Linked DNA regions of Ovis canadensis: region 1 is linked to region 2. Evidence: chromatin contacts called from public Hi-C data. All regions are on one chromosome and are shown on one strand. Each heading gives the region's core, a stretch centred on a gene start, on an enhancer-like site or on the middle of the called end of the contact. The rest is flanking DNA. Distances are from core to core; before and after follow the strand shown.

What was found. A called contact is a pair of places that touch in the nucleus more often than the background predicts.
Region 1: a contact with region 2 is called in a Hi-C map of lung, with 3 times the contacts expected there. The contact joins two enhancer-like sites. A contact is called at or near these places in 2 of 2 Hi-C or Micro-C datasets (fibroblasts and lung).

The regions. Positions count from the first base shown.
Region 1 is chr3:27,320,591-27,324,251 of ARS-UI_OviCan_v2, reverse strand. No RefSeq gene overlaps it. Among named protein-coding and RNA genes, the nearest start is that of OSR1, 160 kb to the left of the region's middle. Within about 2 kb of position 2,366, the one cell type or tissue checked has open chromatin away from gene starts, as enhancers often do. A contact at or near this core is called in fibroblasts, where this site is marked.
Region 2 is chr3:27,111,886-27,115,390 of ARS-UI_OviCan_v2, reverse strand. No RefSeq gene overlaps it. Among named protein-coding and RNA genes, the nearest start is that of OSR1, 370 kb to the left of the region's middle. Within about 2 kb of position 1,705, the one cell type or tissue checked has open chromatin away from gene starts, as enhancers often do. A contact at or near this core is called in fibroblasts, where this site is marked.

The DNA of each region.
Region 1 (3,661 bases), core at 1,117-3,616, 210 kb before region 2:
CCGCGGCCTGGGCCGGGACCGCGCGGACCAACCCAGCGGTCGGCATTCGGAGCCGCGCTGCCCCCTGCTGGACAGGCCTGGAGGGGCGGCCCAGGAATGGGGGCACTTCGCTCCGTCCTGCTCCGAAGCCCTGAGGAACCCTCCAACGCTGGCCCTGGCGGCGTCTGGTCTTGCCCTCAAAATCTTCTTGACGCACGTCCCAGGGGCACATGGAAACGAGGGGGACAGAGCGCTCCCTGTTCTGGACTGGCCTATGAGATATCCGCTAGTAGAGCAAGATCCCAGGACCAAAATTCCTCGGGTCCAAAAGGACTCGCAACAGGAAAGGCTGGAGCCCATATCCCAGAGAACTGTGACCTCTGGGCATCTGGAGCGAGGGCTAGTCAGTGGGTTTGGGGCTTCGATGGCTGGCTCGGGCCCAGGCAGCGCCGGCTGTGGTATGGGTGGTGCCTGGCCTCAGATTGTGTAAGCGCCCAGGGCAGAAGCCTTGTCCCTTCCTTACCAGACCTTTGAAGTGGTTGTTCCAAGGTGAGGACAGTGCATGGGCGTGGGCGCGCACACACGCAATACCCAGAGGACCTCTGAGGACCTGAGAGAGCCTCATTCAGTCCCTTTAGTCTCTTGAGGGGGCGGGGGGGGGGGGGGGGTCCATCTTTCTCACGGAAGAGGGAATGGCAACCCACTTTAGTGTTCTTGCCTGGAGAATCCCATGGTCAGAGGAGCCTGGTAGGCTACAGTCCATGTGGTCGCTAAGAGTCCGACAGGATTGAGCTACTAACATTCACTCACTCATCTTTCTCAAGGATTGACTGCTGCTGCTGCCCTCCTGTCCCTCACATTGCACCACTTCCAACCTCCCCAAGACACACAGGACCTCTGCAGGAACTCAAGGACTTCACAAAGACTTGAAGGTGGGGGGCGGGGGACTGCCAGGGAAGATTTTTGTTTCTGGCCCATCCAGCTTTGGTACCGTGAATCCCTGACCCTGCCCTCCATCCCTAGGCCCTGGCCACGGAGAAACAGTCAGTATGAAGTGTGCATCCTTGGCAAAAAAGAATTCCTAAGCGCAGAGTTTTGGGCGATGAGGTGGGAGGGGGGCAGAGTGCTGCCCAGAGACCGCCAACCTGTTCCTAATGCCTCTATCATCCTGGTGGAACCAGAAGCCACTTCAGTGCAGCTCGCCTGCAGTCTGCCTCATGGCAGGGGTTTCATAGATTGATCAGTAACAGCAACTGCAAAGGGAAGGGCAAGCCTGGTCCCGGGGCCACCAGATCCCACACAGGCTACAATTTCCTGACCATACTCTGTAGATCATAGAAAAGCAACCAGACGGTTAGAAATGCTGGGTGGGTTTTATTGCCTGTTCACTCTGCAGGTGGCTAATTTTTTCCCCGCCACAGCTCTGGAAGATTCCATCCTGCCCTCACTCTGCCACCCCCACCTCCATTTTCAGACATGAAGTAAGCTTCCTTTGGCCTCACTTGCCTAGCGTGGCTTGGGCCGGTAGAGTTCGGCTGGAACCCTTCCCAAAGCTGCTAGGCCTGCAGGTCCTCTTTAGCTCAGGGGTGCGGGAAACTACCCGGCTGGACTTCTGTAGGCACAACAGACCCTTGGTGCAGCCTGGAGCTCCCCTAGCGCTGTTCTGGGAAGAGAATCAGGAGCGCCCTGGGGAAGAGAACAGCCCTCAGGGGCTTCTTCGTAGAGGACGGATTCAGGTTCCACCTCCTCCTTCCGGAATGTAGCTAGGGGGTTTGGGGCGCACGAAGGGCCTTTTACCCGCTGCCCTTGTCTCCGGATTCAGGACTAGCATAGGGTCCTCGGGGGATGGAGAAAGGCAGTGGGATGGTGCAGGGCTCCTTGATGGCACCTCATCTCCGAGAACATGGGACCTGTGATATCATCCCCACCCCATCCCCTGGAGCCTCGGCATCCTGAGAACAGGCTCAGAGGCGTCCCACCCCACCTCCCAGAGCACGATGTCGCTGTGACGTCAGGGCATCCTCCCGCTGCCACAGTGATGTCACACAGGCCTCGGGCAGGAGCGCAAGGGCTCCGCGAAGCCTGCAGCGGTATCTCATTTACGTCCTTCCATGGCGTCACAGAGGGGCCACGCCTGGAGCAGTGACACTATGCTTCCACACTTCCCGGTCCCGCCCCTCAAATCCTGCCCATAAAGGCGCCAAGAATGGGTTGGTCCCCCAGCGACAGACTCTGCAGACTCGAAGGGTGCGCAGCTGCCCTTAGTGAAGGAGGATACCCGGAAGCCTCTGCCTTTGGGATCCGGGTGGTTTGGAACAGTCGCCCTGCGCCAGGGTTTCAGGGAACCAACTGTCGCCCCGCCCACCTAGCCGGGTCCCTACCCACCCGCCTCTCCGCCCACTACGCAGGCCCGGCGCGCAGGCGCAGCTGGAACTCAGCGCCTAGAGTCGTGGGGCGCGGGAGCGCCGCTTCCACGCGCAGTGTCAGGCGGCTGCTGAGTTACGTGCCCCACTTTCAGGGGTCACAAACTCCGGGTAACAGTGGCCCAGCGGACATATCCAGCCATTGGTACATGGGAGCACTAGAGATGCCGACGAGGAAGAGGGCATTTCTGGTTTAACGCTGGCTGGAGACTTTTGGAGTTCCTTTGGCGTTTCTCGAGTCCACCGCAGCCGAGTTCCTAAGGAAGTCCCGGGATTCCAGACGGCAGCGCTGGTGCGGCCTGGCCCCGCTCTAGATGAGAGAGTCCACTGCGTCCCTAGCCTTTTTGGGCCGGGTCTCTGAGGCAGAGGTCTGGGACTCCCCACCCCGGCGGAACTCTTAGGGGCACAGACCTGGTCACCCACCCTGTGCGTTCAGCCCAGCTTGGGGGGCCACTTCTAGGATCAAACTGGTGGTCGGGCCCAGTTTGCATAGGTTTCAGGTGGAAAATTCACTAGGGACATGAGATTACTATCTCATGGAGATCAAACCTCTTGTCAGTGGCAGAGGATGAGTTAGAATCTGTGCTTCCTTTGTGGCCTGAAAATGCACTTCCAGCTTTGCCTGCCGCTCACAAGCTTTGAGCAAGGTCCCTAACACTTCTCTGAGCCTCGAGATGGGGGTAATACTCTTCCCACCTACCGCATTCGGTTAATGTAGAGGGCAAAGTCGTACATGTTTTCTGTCATTTATTCACTGCTTGAACCAAAACCTGGATCCTAGTATAATGCAGAACAACTCGCGCATTTACGAAGCAGCATGTAAAAGTATTATTAGAAATAATAACGCTTCGCAGGGTGCTAAAGTAGTCTGCCTGTCAAACTGCCATATTCCTGGGTGAGTCTTTGTCTTCAGTTTATCATAGCCCGGGGATTTATCATAGCCCACTTTATCATAGTCCATTCATGAAATGGGTTGGAAAAAGAGTATCTGATTTGGACTATTGTTTTGTTTTTAAATAAACAACAGAATCTTATTTCTTACAGTTCTGGAAGTTGGAAGCCTGCGATTAGGCTGCCAGCATGTGGACTGGTGATCTTGAAGCCTTCCGGAAAACTTTGAAAGAAGCTTTTTTCTTTCTTTTTTTTTTTCTGACTCCATGGAGACAAATAGATTAATCAGTTCACAGATTATGGTTATCTTTGGTTGAGAGAGGAAGTCAGGAGACAAATGTAAGTGCCCTGCTCACCACTCCTTTGAG
Region 2 (3,505 bases), core at 456-2,955:
AGAAATGGCATCCCACTCCATTCCTCTTAAGGGGAAAATTCCCCAGATGGAGAAGCCTGGCAGCTACAGTCCATGGGATCACGAAGAGTGGGGCATGACTGAGCAGCTGAGCACATCACATTCTGGTCTTGGGCTTCCCTGGTGGCTCAGACGGTAAAGAATCTGCCTGCAGTGCAGGAGACTTGGGTTTGATCATCCCTGGATCAGGAAGATCCCCTGGGGAAGGGAATGGCTGCCTACTCCAGGAGTCTGGCCTGGAGAATTCCATGGACAGAGGAGCCTGGCAGGCTACAGTCCATGGGGTCGCAGAGTCCCACACAGCTGAGTGACTAGCACTAACACTTAGGTCGGTTCTGTTTATGCCTATTGTTCCAGCATAAATCTCACTCCTACTGCCAAGATGCCAGTCCATGCTCTTGGAGAAAATGCCCAGTCCTTGAAGTCATCCTAAAAAAGTGCCTTAAAAACTACAAACAGTTGGCCATTTCACATATGCTTGTTATTGATGTGAGCAATATGGAGTTGACTGGAGGTACTGCATACCCTGGAACTCCTTTTGGGTATCTTGGTCGCATTTCAGTGTCACGTTTGCAAAAACCTTTATATCTGAGTAATTGAATGATAGTGACATCAACTTGATTCTTTGACCTGACCCTACAGTTATCTTTGTTGACACAAAGATGCATATCACATGTTGCATTTGAATCACTCAGCTCAGCCTTGGCAATGCTCCTACATTTTCTACTATGTGTCGTTCTAAAACTTCATAATGCTATTTTTGACAAGATTCCTGACTATATAGATCATTAAGACTAATGGCTACCACTCAAAGAACATTGGCATAAAATGCAAAATACATTTCACACTTTATTTACTTCTTATATTAACAGTATAAGCATTTCCTCTCTGTTTATAAGCAAAGAAATTGAGACACTATCTTTTCCCAGATATATATCATGAACTATCCAATGCTTCCTTCATCTACGGCTAATACTTGAAAGTACAACTTAGGCTTACTATGGTAAGAAGCTAGATTATCAAAAAAACAATGATCAGTTTGGGTTGAACCTATACAAAATTCAAGGCTTTAAATTATTTATTGTAAACATAATTTCTGAGCAAGGAAACCACTTAACCTGCTTTGGGAACTTGGAATTCTAAGATCTAAATGACAAATTTCCTGACGTCACAAGCCTAACAGTTTTGTGGGAGAGACAATTTTCAAAGACAAATATTGCAATATTTGGGGAAAAGTGACTTGCATGATGTTTGGCGTACAGATGGCATTAAAATATATATTATTTGAATAAATAAAACAAGGCATGCATGACAAAAGGAGCAAATGAAAGTACAATGCAAAGACCAAGGGAAGCATCGAGGAAAGAACTTCCTGCTTGGGAAGTTGGCAAAGGAGTCACTGAAGTGGTTACACTGAAACTGACTCCTGGAGCAAATGTGTGAGTTTTTATGTGAGGGCAAGAGAGGGCATTCAGAGCAGATGGAATAGTTTGGCAAGTGTATCAGCTATACTAAAAACAAAAACCATGACGTGTTCAGGAAGTGGGTTCAGTGATCTGGAAAGGGTTTCAGAATTTCATGGGCAGTATCTTATTTGTGTGAGGAGAAATATTAGCCTTGATAGCATTGCTGTTCATGACTCAAGTTGATTCATTTTGCAAAAAAGTACAGTGTTAATATCTCAGACCAACTTCTGAGTGCTTGTGGGTTGGGAATTGGAAGAGACCAGGGTTGAGATGGATGGAGGGAGTCTGACGCCATAAACCCAATTCTTCTGAGACTTTCACAAGATATTAGTCATTAAAGCTACTTGTCTTTGACTGAGAAAAGCCTCCTCTCTAGGAAGCATTCTCTTTGCCCACTATGTTCCAGTGAACAACAGTGTCAAACTCAGACCGTGGGGGCCACTCTTCCCTGACCACTCTGGTCTTAGGAAGGTCAGAGTCTGGTAACTACTGTGTTCTCAGAGACTCTTTAATATGAACTCTTCAAGGACTGTGTAGGAGTCCCTCTAGCTGCAGCATTCCTCTGAGGGGAAGAAAAGGGGCCACAGAGCTGCAATCCCATATCTAACAGAAGAAGTTTCTGGAATGGTGCTGTGTGGGAAGATTTGTTTCTGTGGAGGAGCCTTGTGAAAGGACACACAGACCAAACAAACAAAAAAGCTACAGATATGAATACACTTTCTGACACTTTTTTTTTCCTGAAAGATGAAGATTGATTTAGAGAACCTAAAGATATTACAATTCAATTCTTGTCCCTATAGTAACAAGGGTGAGAAAAACCATTAAAGTTCTGTGTGTGTGCGTGTGTGTGTGTGTGTGTGTGTGTGTGGTATCTGGCTACTGTACTTTAACAATAATTCCTCTTGACATTATACAAGGTCAGCAAGTCACCTCAAGACCACCCTGCTTGAAGATTTGCTCTCCACACAGGGCTGTATGGACTCTCTCAGCTGAGAAATGTCACCCAGCACCTTTCATATTTATGGTGACGCATAAACAGGAAACCAGTCCTGTCCATGACACTGGAACTTTTTCATATCTCAAATCCTTTCATGAAAATGAAAAAAAAAAAAAAAAGCGCACACCAAACCAAACAAAAGAATTTAGCTGCCTTATGCTCTCTGGGCCAAAATAAATATTGCCAAATTAGTAAGGCATACTGAACAAATTAAGCGCTAAATGCAAATTTATCGACTGAAATCCAATGGCAGACTCACCAAAGAGCGAACAGTGGTGGAGCACAGCCCTGTAAGTAGGTGTTTGTGTTGGCGAGCCTCTGCAGAGAGGCATGGGAACAGTAATACAAAAAAGAGAGCATTTCTGTTACACCCAAGATGAACAGTTTGTTTTAGAAAGTTCAAGTAAACAGTGTCTAACATATATTCACTGAATTCAGAACTTCAGTTGCTACCAAGAGGGAGATGAAAAAAAAAAAAAAAAAAACCCTGGCAAAATTTCTTAAAAAAAATCTCATTTGGAAATGTTCAAGTCAGCCTGATAAATCACTGGATGAGATGGAGATATTCTTACTCATCTCTGAGCCATGAATAAGCCCCATCAGTACTTCACCAAGGCAAACAAGAGATTTTCCCGAAAGATTATTCAAAACCTTACAAAACAAGAAGATTTATCTTAATGATTTCTAATGTCCCCAGTGGAACATATATGATGTATCTGTTTAAGTTACGGGCATCGTTTTATGAAGTCCAAGTTTTAAAAGTTGCGTAGGTATTGCTTTAGTTCAGTGACTGATTTGGAGGTGGGAGGGTTGGCGTAGAGAGTGGGTATATTCGTAACTGCTTCGTTGTTTTCCTCCTGACCATGCACTCAGTGACCTCTCTTCTTTGGTCAGGTTCTCTCATCCCCTTTAATACGAAACATCCTAAGAGTCATAATTTCTGTTTGCCTTGGATGTTGCCTCCTCTTTAGCAAAAAGTCCCCATGATCTGTGTACAATGCCTTGTCTCTTCTTTGACACTACA